Linked DNA regions of Mus musculus: region 1 is linked to region 2. The links are chromatin contacts, called in public promoter capture Hi-C maps. All regions are on one chromosome and are shown on one strand. The core of a region is the stretch at or near the end of the contact, and the rest is flanking DNA. Distances in the headings are between cores, read along the strand shown.

Region 1 (5,100 bases), core at 660-3,159, 930 kb before region 2:
ATGGTCAGAAATCTGTAACATTCATATATCAAGTGATAGGAGAACAATGTAAGTATGAAAAGAATAAACTTTGGGGTCAAAATCCATTTGTAGACTTTTAAGTGCAAAACCATAGCCTGTCTGTCCCATTAGCCTAACAAGAGACTCCTGTTTTCTGACGTGTGCCTTCCCCCCTAAGGAGCAGTGACAGCCGCTCTATTAGATTTCTATTTTCTTTTCTGAAAAATGTCAATTTTTCAGAGAGGAGAAAATAGAGCATTCTGTCCATGTTTTTGTTTCCAAGAACAAGTATAAACTTAAGCTCTGTAGAACTGAAATTCTTTCAAGTCCTTTCGATCATTTTGATCATGCCCAAAACAACCAAACTGGACAACATGCTTTTCAGTTCAGTTGAAGAGCATTTGCCTTTGACAGTAGGCGTGCACAACAGCATATCCGCTTTATAAACAGGTATATTATCTGCTTCCCTCCGTTCCAGCATAGTCAAAATAACTGAGAATCATACAGTTTCAACAAACCTTGTTCCTTACCATTGTCATGAACCCCCATCAGAGCCATCTTCTGTTTGTTAATGGGAAGAGGCATGTGGGATTTATACAGGCTCACCTGTTGGAGATGTTTGTGTAAACTTTCACAAATAAAAGCTAGCAGAAACCATTTGAGGTGTATTTGTCTGTTAATCTTTAGTGCCCCTTTGTCTGGGTGAGCAAGGATTCCTCTATAATTGTTGTTTTTTAAAGCACAGGGAGTGAAAACAGATAAATTAAAGAAAAAAAAAGTCACTGATTTACTGCAGGGCACTTAAGCAAAAGGATGTTTTAATCATTATGCTAATGAAAGAAATCTTGAGCAGATTTCCTCAGAAGGCTAGAGCTTTGAGAGCCAGTAAGATGGCTCTGTGGATAAAGGTTTTGCCATGCAAATCAGGCAACTTGAATTCAATCGGCACACACACACACACACACACACACACACACACACACACACACACACAAAACAGAGCCCTAATCACCTACTCCTTTGCTTTAGTTTCCCACTGTCCACAGGAAACACCAAACTGTACAACATACAAAGTGTACTTCCTGCTTCTGCCCAACAAGTGTAATGGCGCCAGTCCCATAACCTTAGTTTCATCACGCCCTGCCCTTTCCTAATTCTGGGGCCAGACTGCAGGGTTTGCCTCTCAAGTTCCTCCTAACTAGCTGTATCACCTAAAACAATCCCCACCCCACCCCCAACAGACACATAAACATTGTTTTCATGGCGCTCTGAGGATCTGGGGCCATAATATCATTAAAAAAAAAAAAAAAAAGAAAAGAAAAGAAAAACAAAACCCTTTAGCATTGTCCCAACTTAGGCAACCCTGTGGTGGTCATAGTCCTGCAACTTTATAGACTTAATGAAGAAGGAAAAGGAGGAAAAGGAGGAAAAGGAGGAGGAGGAAGAGGAGGAGGAGGAGGAAGAGGAGGAGGAGGAGGAGAGGAGGAGGAGGAGGAAGGAAGAAGGAATTGTTAAAGTTGTCAGAAGTCTAATGTTTTAGCTTGCTCCATTATCTTTGCTACACTATCGCTACAAAAAAAAAAAAAAAAAAAAAAAAAAAAAGGAGCCCTGCCCAACAAGCCAAGTGACAGCTAACACAGTCACAGCTCCTGGGACAAACGTGTCGCCAGGATTAGCCTGGACCACCTCCAAAATGTGACGCAGTCTGGAAAGCTGGTAGGGGGTTGTAGGGAAGCGGTCTGCAAACCCGCCGTGTGGTCACTCTTCCGCTTCCACGACACTCGCGGGTGTGAAGGCCAGCGACGCCCAAGGTGTGCGGGACGCATCTGCAACAAGTGGGCACGCGAAAGGCGGAGGGAAAACCTCGGCGAGCCGGAAACACTAAGAACCGCTTCCGGGTCAGGGGGCAGGAGCCACCATGGAAGCTCCCTGGGCCGCGGGGCCACCTAAGCCGCTGCCTGGCGTCTGAGGCCATTGAGGCGCTAAGCGGCCGGCCCTGCCCGCCGTGGATACGCGGGCGGCTCCCGGCGAGCTGCGGCCTCCGCCGCCATGTCGGTGCTGGGCGAGTACGAGCGACACTGCGATTCCATCAACTCGGACTTCGGAAGCGAGTCCGGGGGTGGCGGGGACTCGGGCCCGGGCCCCAGCGCTGTCCCAGGGCCGCGAGCCGGCGGCGGGGCGGCGGAGCAGGAGGAGCTGCACTACATCCCCATCCGCGTTCTGGGCCGCGGTGCCTTTGGGGAGGCCACGCTGTACCGCCGCACCGAGGTAGCGGCCCTCGGCTCCGGCCGCTGCCGGGCCTCCCCGCGCCCTCCTTCCCGGCCCCGCTTTCCAGTGCTGCTTGCCCCTGGCCCTCTATGGTCAGGCGTCCCTTGGGGTTTAGGTCTCGGGAACCCCACCGTGCTTTCGCTTCCCCTGCTGTAGGACATTGGTTTAATCACCGCTGTCACTGAGCGAGTCATTGAGCGGTCTTTTGCATTTTAGTTTTCCCATTTGTTAATTGGACTTAGCGATAACAACCTCGCCCCCCCCCCCAAAAAAAAAACCTTTACTTTTTTAAAGGTTATTTTGAGGTCCAAACGAAGGTGCTTTGCACATTGGGAACAATATAAAAAGCTTACTTGCTCTTTGGGAACAGTCTGTAAAAGCTTACTTCCTTTCGTATAGCTGTTGAAGGGCGGGATGGGGAGTTGGTGTGTACTTCCAAATAGCCACACTGGCAGCTACAACACACTGCTAGCCCTGTAGGCTTTGTTTTCTTGTTTTTGTTTTTGTTTTTTTCATAAATGATCACTCGGAGGATTTCCTTGATCACCAGAAAGATCATTGTTTGTTTGTTTGTTTTCTTGCTTTTCCTTCAGTGATTGTATAAGACAAATACTTTATTGGTGGAGTTGAGTCTGGAGAAACAAGGACCCCTTTCTTTGAGAACCCAAGGAAGCTAAGTCATTTTTCCCACCTTCTTGCATAAGGTCACAATGGAGAGACCCATGAGTTACTGAATCCAAAATTAAGAATGTGTACTGATTTAAAACCCTGTAGTGAGTCTACCTCCAAAAGTTAACCATAACTTGAGTCTAATCACCACAGCCTTAAAACTCTAGCTTTAGGGTAAACATTTAATGAGAACTTGCTGAGGTTGCAAAAGGTGATTCATGCACTTGCAATTCTAGTGTCTGCTCCCAGCCAGAACTTTTTGTGCTGGGGATAAAACGGGCTTTGCCAGTGCTCAGAAGGCATTCCACTACTGAGCCATACCTCCAGCGTCCAGCATATATCTATGAAAGATGGAAGAAAAGTAGTTGCAAGAAAATATCTTTGTGTTCTTTTCTATTCCAGTAACCAACCCATTAGTGGACATTATCATCTGTAGTCGCCTATGTTCTTATTTGTGCCGATTATTTTCTAGCATTTAAGTCAGTATAGTTAAGTGGCTCACTTTCTCACCGTTGAGCAGTGAGTACCAGTTTCCTATCTCTGTCTTATATGTCATGTTCAACTTGGTTACTAGCTTTGAGTTAATTTTATCACACTTCTCAGAACTGTATGACGCTATCTCTGTCACATGGTATTTATAAGATATGAACTTACAAAGCTTCTGAGAAGTAGCCCTTTCCCTCTAGGTTATAGTTACAGCAAGAAGACCAGCCAGTCATGTTAGTAACAGGGTCTTAGGTGTGGATATCCCAAGGAGACAAAAAAAAAAGCACTGAGGACTCCTCGCGGGCAGTGCAGGCTCTGAGGATGAGTGGTGTTTACACATATGGGAAAAAGTTTAAAGTTTTCCAAAAGAAACTTGCTGAGGTATCCTAAAGGAATGTTACAGTGGGTGCTGGTAGGCCAGGAAGCAGTAGCTAAAGAATGCGAAGTACCCCAAAATGGAAGTGACTGCACCTTATGAGGATTAAAAAAAGCAGGGGCCTGTGGGATTGGGGGGGGGGGCGTCTTATTCAGAAAGAGTAAATGAAAGTCACGAAGTTTAAGTTTATGGAATCAGGCAGGTTTAATATTTGCGTTTTATAAGCCCCTGCTGTTAGCTGGAGATAGTGCTGTGCACTTCTTCCTCAAATTCCAGTTCTGCCCCAAGTCCCATTATCACTAGGGACCCGCAGGATCCCTCAGTAGAATTCCTGAGATCAGGTCCCATCTAATACTAATACCCGGAACTAATACTGTACAAATTAAGAGTAGCAACAAAGTAGTGTTTTGATTTTTTTTTCTATAATTTTTCTGCATGTGTGTGGGAGTCAGTTCTTCCGCTGTACAGGTTCTTGGGGCTCAAATTCAAGCTATCAGACTTAACAGTAAACACCTTTACCCAGTAAGCCATCTTGCCAGCCCTCAAAATAACACTATATATATTTTTAAAAGATTTAGTTTCAGTTTTAATTCACTGTCTCTATGTGGGTATGTGCAAGTGAGGGTCGTCCCTTCAGAGGTCAGGAGCATTGGGTCCCACCCGGGCCCTCCCAGAGCCAAAGCTATAAGCATTTGGAAGCTGCCCAGAGTGGACACTGGTAATCAAACTCTGGTCCTCTGCAAAAGCAACATACTCTCTTAGACACGTAACCATCTTTCCAAGCCAGAAAATGCCACCTTCAGTCTTTGTCTCCCCTAGTTCTTCAGCAAAGTATAATAACTGTGCAGAACCTTAAGTCTGTCAAAAGGAGTAAAGAGTCATTCTTTGCCCCTCTAGGAGGCTCCTTTCTAGGCTCCCAGGTTGGGTTTGGATCCGTGCACTGCCAGGCGGGAGGGAAACACACTGGTCCTGCTCCTGTGTTGCAGGACGACTCACTGGTGGTGTGGAAGGAAGTTGACTTGACCCGGCTATCTGAGAAGGAACGTCGAGATGCCCTGAATGAGATTGTCATCCTGGCACTGCTACAGCACGACAACATCATTGCCTACTACAACCACTTCATGGACAACACCACCCTGCTGATTGAGCTGGAGTACTGTAACGGTAAGCAGTTCTCAGCGGGGTGGCCTTCTTACTACAAGGGAGAGAAAGGACCTGTAATGATAAAACTTCAAATGCATTTCTGGAGAAGTGGCTGAGGTCTTGCAGAGTTGATGATGTTCAGAGTGTGGGGAGAGTTT
Region 2 (5,577 bases), core at 1,867-4,366:
AGCTACCACATGGTTGCTGGGATTTGAACTCAGAACCTCTGGAAGAGCAGTCAGTTATCTTAACTGCTGAGCCATCTCTCCAGCCCTCAAATAGGTTTTTAATGTATCAGTTGTTTTTTCAGATTTTTAAAAAGTTATGTGCTATATCTGAGTATGGCCACATGTATGTGGGTATGTGGGTGCCTTTGGTGGCCAAGAAACATCACACCTCCCTGGAGCTGGAATTACAGGTTTCCCTGTGTGGGTGCTGGGAATGAAACTCAGGTCCTCTGGAGAGCAGTGCACACTTTTTTTTTTTCTGAGACAGGGCCTCTGTGTAGCCCTGGCTGACCTGGAACTCACTCTGTAGATCAGGCTGGCCTCGAACTCAGAACTCAGAAATCCACCTGCCTCTGCCTCCTGAGTGCTGGGATTAAAGGCGTGGGCCACCACCGCCAGCCCAATACACACTCTTTACTGCTAAGCCATCACTCTCTGTTTTGGAGTTGCTTTCATATCAGTTAATGTGAATAACACAACAGAAAGAAAGGAAAGACAATGACAGCAAAGCCATTCTGAAATAACAACATGCTTCAAACAGGGCTAAGGGTTAACTCTGCCGGGAACAAACAAAACAAAAAACCTTACAAAAATATAACCATGCCGAGCGTGGTGGTACATGCCTTTAATCCTAGCACTTGGGAGGCAGAGGCAGGTGGATTTCTGTGTTTGAGGCCAGCCTGGTCTACAGAGTGAGTTCCAGGACAGCCAGGGCTACACAGAGAAACCCTGTCTCGAAAAATAAAAAAAAAAAAAAATATATATATATATATATATATATAAAACCATGTCACATAAACACAGAGGGAAGTTGTGATGTTCAGTTTTCTACCTACCTACCATATTATCTTTCTCTTGATCCTGCTTCTTCAAGTAGCTTAATACAGACATAATGTCTTTTTCCATGTTATATTGCTGTTTCTTTAAGTCTTCATTATTTTTTGCCAGTCTTCGGGAAGTATCACGATATTCAATCCTAGAGAGTTCTGTGACTTCCAATCTGGCCTCCCAAAGAGAGGCATTGGCTTTGGCTCTTTCAATTGCAGGTTCATCTGATTTGATTATTTTCCTGCAGAAGAAGATATTGACAACATGTAATTTATTAGTATCATTTCTATTTTGTTTGGCTTGCCTGACACATAAAAGCATATATTGTTGGACTAATGCATTAATACATTAATAATATATATATATATTAGTATTCATATAAGAGACTTAAATTGGTGCTTCTTCCTCAAGAGGAGAACTTTGGAGTATGACTATTAATTATTTTTGAAGTATGACTTAAAGGATGAGAAAAACAAAGAGGAAATAAGAGGCCAAATGTATTTCATAAAGCTCTCTAGCTTCTCATGTACTCCATTCTCCATATTCTTGTTTCCTGCTCTTTGCTGTGCTGAGTATCAGACCCAGGCTCGAGCATGCTAGGCAAGTGCTCTGCAATCCTTTCTCCTCTTTCACTCAGTTGTGAGCCTGGGTCTCATGTTCTACACGAAGACACAATTGTTGTATATCTGTCCTCTCCACAGCCTTTGTTGCTATTGTTTTGTTTTGCTTAGTTCTTAGACAAAGGATCAGGTTACTTGGGGCAGGTATGTTAAGTACTTCATTTGTTGGTAAGTACTTCATGTTAAGTACTTCAATTGTTGGTAACACATTATCCCAGGCTTTAAGGATGCCTGAAAAACACACACCATAGTCATTGATGCAGAGATGGGGGAAAAAAAAAGTAAGACCTTGGGAATGTAGACATGTAGAAGCAGAATGTACAGTAAGCATACATCAGGTAGAAGTAGAATGTATAATAAGCATACATTAGGAAGAAGAAGACTGAATGGTATGCATACATCAGGTAAAGTTAGAGTGCATGGTATGCATGTATCAGGTAGAAGTAGAAGTAGAATGCATGGTAAGTATACATCAAGGCCCTAGGATGGATTCAAAAGGTAAAGTCCTTTGAAATAAAGATTGCACCAGCATTAACAAAACACTGTGGTACAGAGCTGGAGAGATAGCTCAGAGATTAAGAGCACTGACTGTTCTTCCAGAGGTTCTGAGTTCAACTCCCAGCAACCACATGGTGGCTCACAACCATCTGTAATGGGATCTTCTGGAGTGTGCCTAAAGACAGCATACAGTGTATGCATATAAATAAAAATAAACAAATCTTTTTTAAAAAGAAAGTTACTCTCTTAAGTTACTTTGCTGGAGATGGTACCTAGGACCCTGCACAAGAAGCACTCTATCACTGAACTACACTCAGACTTGTTTTTAAAGACGAGGTCTCCATATGTAGCAGTGGCTGTGATCTCCCTGCCTCAGCCTCCAGAGCAATGCGACCAGAGGTGTGTGTTACTTAACTTGTCTCCAGAGAATTCACATTACAGTCACAAGCTTAAGCGATCCCTTTGCATTTCTCATCTACGGCGTTGAACTCCTTGTGTGACTCCAAAGTCCTGAGGAACCATCCTGTAGCCCAGTCATTCTATTGACATTCTAGCAACAATTCCTAGGGACCATCCATGGGGTTAGCGCTATAGCTGTTCACTCTGTGTCTCTGTGTGTGGTGTTTGTGTGTGTACTGATCCGTCCAGTTAAATCATTTCGCGTGCTCCCTTTGATCCCAAGAGGATTCCTGAATGACCCAAGGAACAACTTTAACCACTCAGACAAGAGCTAGAATAGAAAAGAATGTGTTTATATCAGTCTCACAATGGAGAGCTCTCAGATCTTAGGGCCAATCAAGAATGAACAGGAGCTGTCCACAAAAGCCTGACAGAGGCATCCAGTTAGCGCCGCAAAATGACAAGGGTAGGCAGGGGGAACGGGGAGCCTCTGCGCTGCTCTTACTTTGGTTCTTTGCCTTTGTTTTTGCCTTTCCTCTTGTCTTTCCTCTTGTCTTTCCTCTTGTCCTTCGCCGGCATCTTGACTTCTGCGGGAGTCTCACCGTGCTGGTGTCCTGGTGGCCGCCACCTGGGCCGACTCCGTCTCTAAGGAAACCACCACGCCGAAGGGCTAACGTCCTCCGCGCCGTTGAGGGCACGCGGAGGGCGCACGCGCGTGACGTGACCGCGGCGAGGGGCGGGGCGGAGATCGCTCCGAGGCGGCGGGCGTCCGCGCCAGGGCGGCGCGCGCGGTGAGTGTGCACGAGCCTCGGCGGCGCTCCCGGGGTTGGAGCCGGGCGGGAGGCCGGGAGCTCGGCAGGGGCGGGTGTCGGGCGCGGGGCTGCGGCGTCTTAGCCTCCCACGACTTGTCTCGCGCCCCCTGAGGCTCCATGGCCGGCGGCTCTCCGACCGCCCCGCGCGCATCGGAGCGGCGCCAGTGAGGCTTGAAGCGCTTCCAGTCGGGCGGGCGGATCTTCCAAGCCTCTGGCGCGGCCACCGTGGCGGTCCTGCCCGCATCCCTGCTTCTGTCTCGGTGGCGGCGCCCTCGCTGCCCGCCTCATGCTTACCTCCCCTCCATCCTCGCTTCTGTCTCGCGGGCTCCCTGGAGGACAGTGCACCCGGGGACATCCCAGGCCAAACGCTTTCAGGGAGGCAGTTGACTTTTCCGAGGGCGGTGGCTTGAGTGAGGCTGTCAGCCTCCGAGGGTCCGCGGGCTCCGGTGCTCAGACTCTGGCTCCCCTGCCTGGAGCGGTGTGGCGGGGGGGGGGGGGGGGGATCGTTGGTCCCCGGATCTAGGTGGCAGGTGCTTGGCTCCAGCCGACCGCCAGGTTCCTGTTAGTTAACATCGCCCACATCCTCTAGTGCCTGAAGTCCCATTGCTGCAAGTTGCATAAAGTTGCAAGCACTTGCCTCGCACCCGGGTTCCCGAGGAGTAGTACTCCATCCAGTATTCTAGTTGGTTCAGAAGAGGAACCCTGTGATTATGTCTTCATTCACTGAGCGTGAGTGAGTCATTACGGAAGACAGGTATTGTGGCTGCCTTGTCAATAGGCTTGGGAGTGAAGCGCGGTTCTGCTTTATCACTCCGCTTCAAATTTCATTTAACATTTATTTTGAAACATCATTGTTAGAACTCCTCCTCCCCTCTCTCTAGGGAGACCTTAGTTACTAAGCCCCTAACTGTAAGGTGACATCTTTGACCTCTAAATCTCTCTTTTCCCACCTCATCCCCCCCCCAGAGGGCGTGGTTTGTGTGGTTTGTAAATTTTGCGGTTAGAGTAAGCAAGTAGATTTGATGAGAGACCTTGGAAACCGTTTGAACCTTCTGCTAGCACGGCTATGGCCTATTTTGACTATATTTCTGGTGACATGCCATGAACTTATGAGTAGAATCACCTCTACATCATGTACCTTCCCTTAGATAATGTACATTACCTCTGAGAAGCAATCTATAAAGCACCTATTGCTAACTAGCAGAAAGGGAGTAGGGGCATTTTCTGTCATAGGTATGTATATTTAGACTTTTTATTTATTTGTTTGTTTGTTTGTTTTACAAAAATTGGTTGTAAATAAAAGCCAGTCCCACATTTACCATTTGAATATACTTCTACAGATTATCTCAGACATAAAATTTTGACTTAAAATAAAAGTGTCTTTGTTTATTTTTTTCACCGTTATTTTTATTTTATATATATGGACGTTCTGCCTGCAAATCTATGTGCTAGGTGTATGCAGTGCCTCTGGAGGCCAGAAGAGGTCGTTGGAACTTGAATTAGAGATGGTTGTGAGCTGACATGTGGATGCTGAGAATCAAACCTGGGACCTCTGGACTAGCATCCAGTGATCTTAACCCAGAGCCATCTCTCCAGACCATCACCCCCTCTTTTGAGATCCAGCCTCACTATGTGTGTTTTCCTGGACTAGAACTCTCAAAGATCTGCTTTCCTTTGCCTCCGAGTGCTGCAATTAAAGATGTGGAGCCTGGGAACGTTGCTTCTTAACATATGCATAGTGCTTTTCTTATTTTATTTTTCTTTCCCAAAACAGAATTCCTCCATGTAGCCTTGGCTCTCTCTGTAGACCAGGCTGTTCTGGAAATCACAGAGATCAGCCTGCCTCTGCCTCCCAAATGCTGGGATTAAAGGCATGTGCCACCACAGCCAGGTGGCAGGTTTGTTGTTGTTATTGTTGTTTTGAGGCAGTGTCTAGTATACAGCTTCGGCCTTCTAGGAACTCAAGGTGTAGACCAGGCTAGCCTTGAACTCATCTGCCTGCCTCTGCCTCCGGAGTGCTGGGATCAAAGGTGCGCACTGCCACATTAGCTATGCACAGTGCTTTAAAGTACTTATAGTTAATTGTATTTTATCAAACAAATAATGTTTTTGATATTACAATAAAATTATATCGTTTTAACTCTTTTTAGTTGTTGTTGTTTTTGCTTATTTGGGTTTCTTTGAGGCAGTGTTTCTCTATGTATAGCCCTGGCTGCACTGGAATTCTCTGTAGACCAGGCTGACCTTAAGCTCTCTGAGATCCCCTGCCTCTGCCTTCTGAGTGCTGGGATAAAGGTGTGTGCCACCACCACCTGGCCTCATTTTACTCTTTTGTGAATGTTTTATAAATTAATTTTTATATTAAAATTTAGGGTGTAAAT

The links. Promoter capture Hi-C pulls out the DNA fragments that hold promoters and counts their contacts.
Region 1: a promoter capture Hi-C map of pre-B cells shows a contact between it and region 2, with 2.9 times the contacts expected there. The contact joins the promoter of Nek9 here to the promoter of Entpd5 in region 2. A contact is called at or near these places in 2 of 39 promoter capture datasets (hippocampal neurons and pre-B cells).

What each region holds. Positions count from the first base shown.
Region 1 is chr12:85,336,171-85,341,270 of GRCm38.p6, reverse strand. Nek9 (NIMA (never in mitosis gene a)-related expressed kinase 9) reads left to right here and starts at 1,909. Exons shown (of 22, transcript NM_145138.2): 1 at 1,909-2,268; 2 at 4,786-4,963. The coding sequence starts at 2,050. It overlaps Tmed10 (transmembrane p24 trafficking protein 10), which reads left to right. Exons shown (of 5, transcript NM_026775.4): 5 at 1-657.
Region 2 is chr12:84,406,568-84,412,144 of GRCm38.p6, reverse strand. Entpd5 (ectonucleoside triphosphate diphosphohydrolase 5) reads left to right here and starts at 3,116. Exons shown (of 16, transcript NM_001026214.2): 1 at 3,116-3,175. It overlaps Bbof1 (basal body orientation factor 1), which reads right to left and starts at 3,077. Exons shown (of 12, transcript NM_028377.3): 1 at 2,890-3,077; 2 at 880-1,108. The coding sequence starts at 2,963.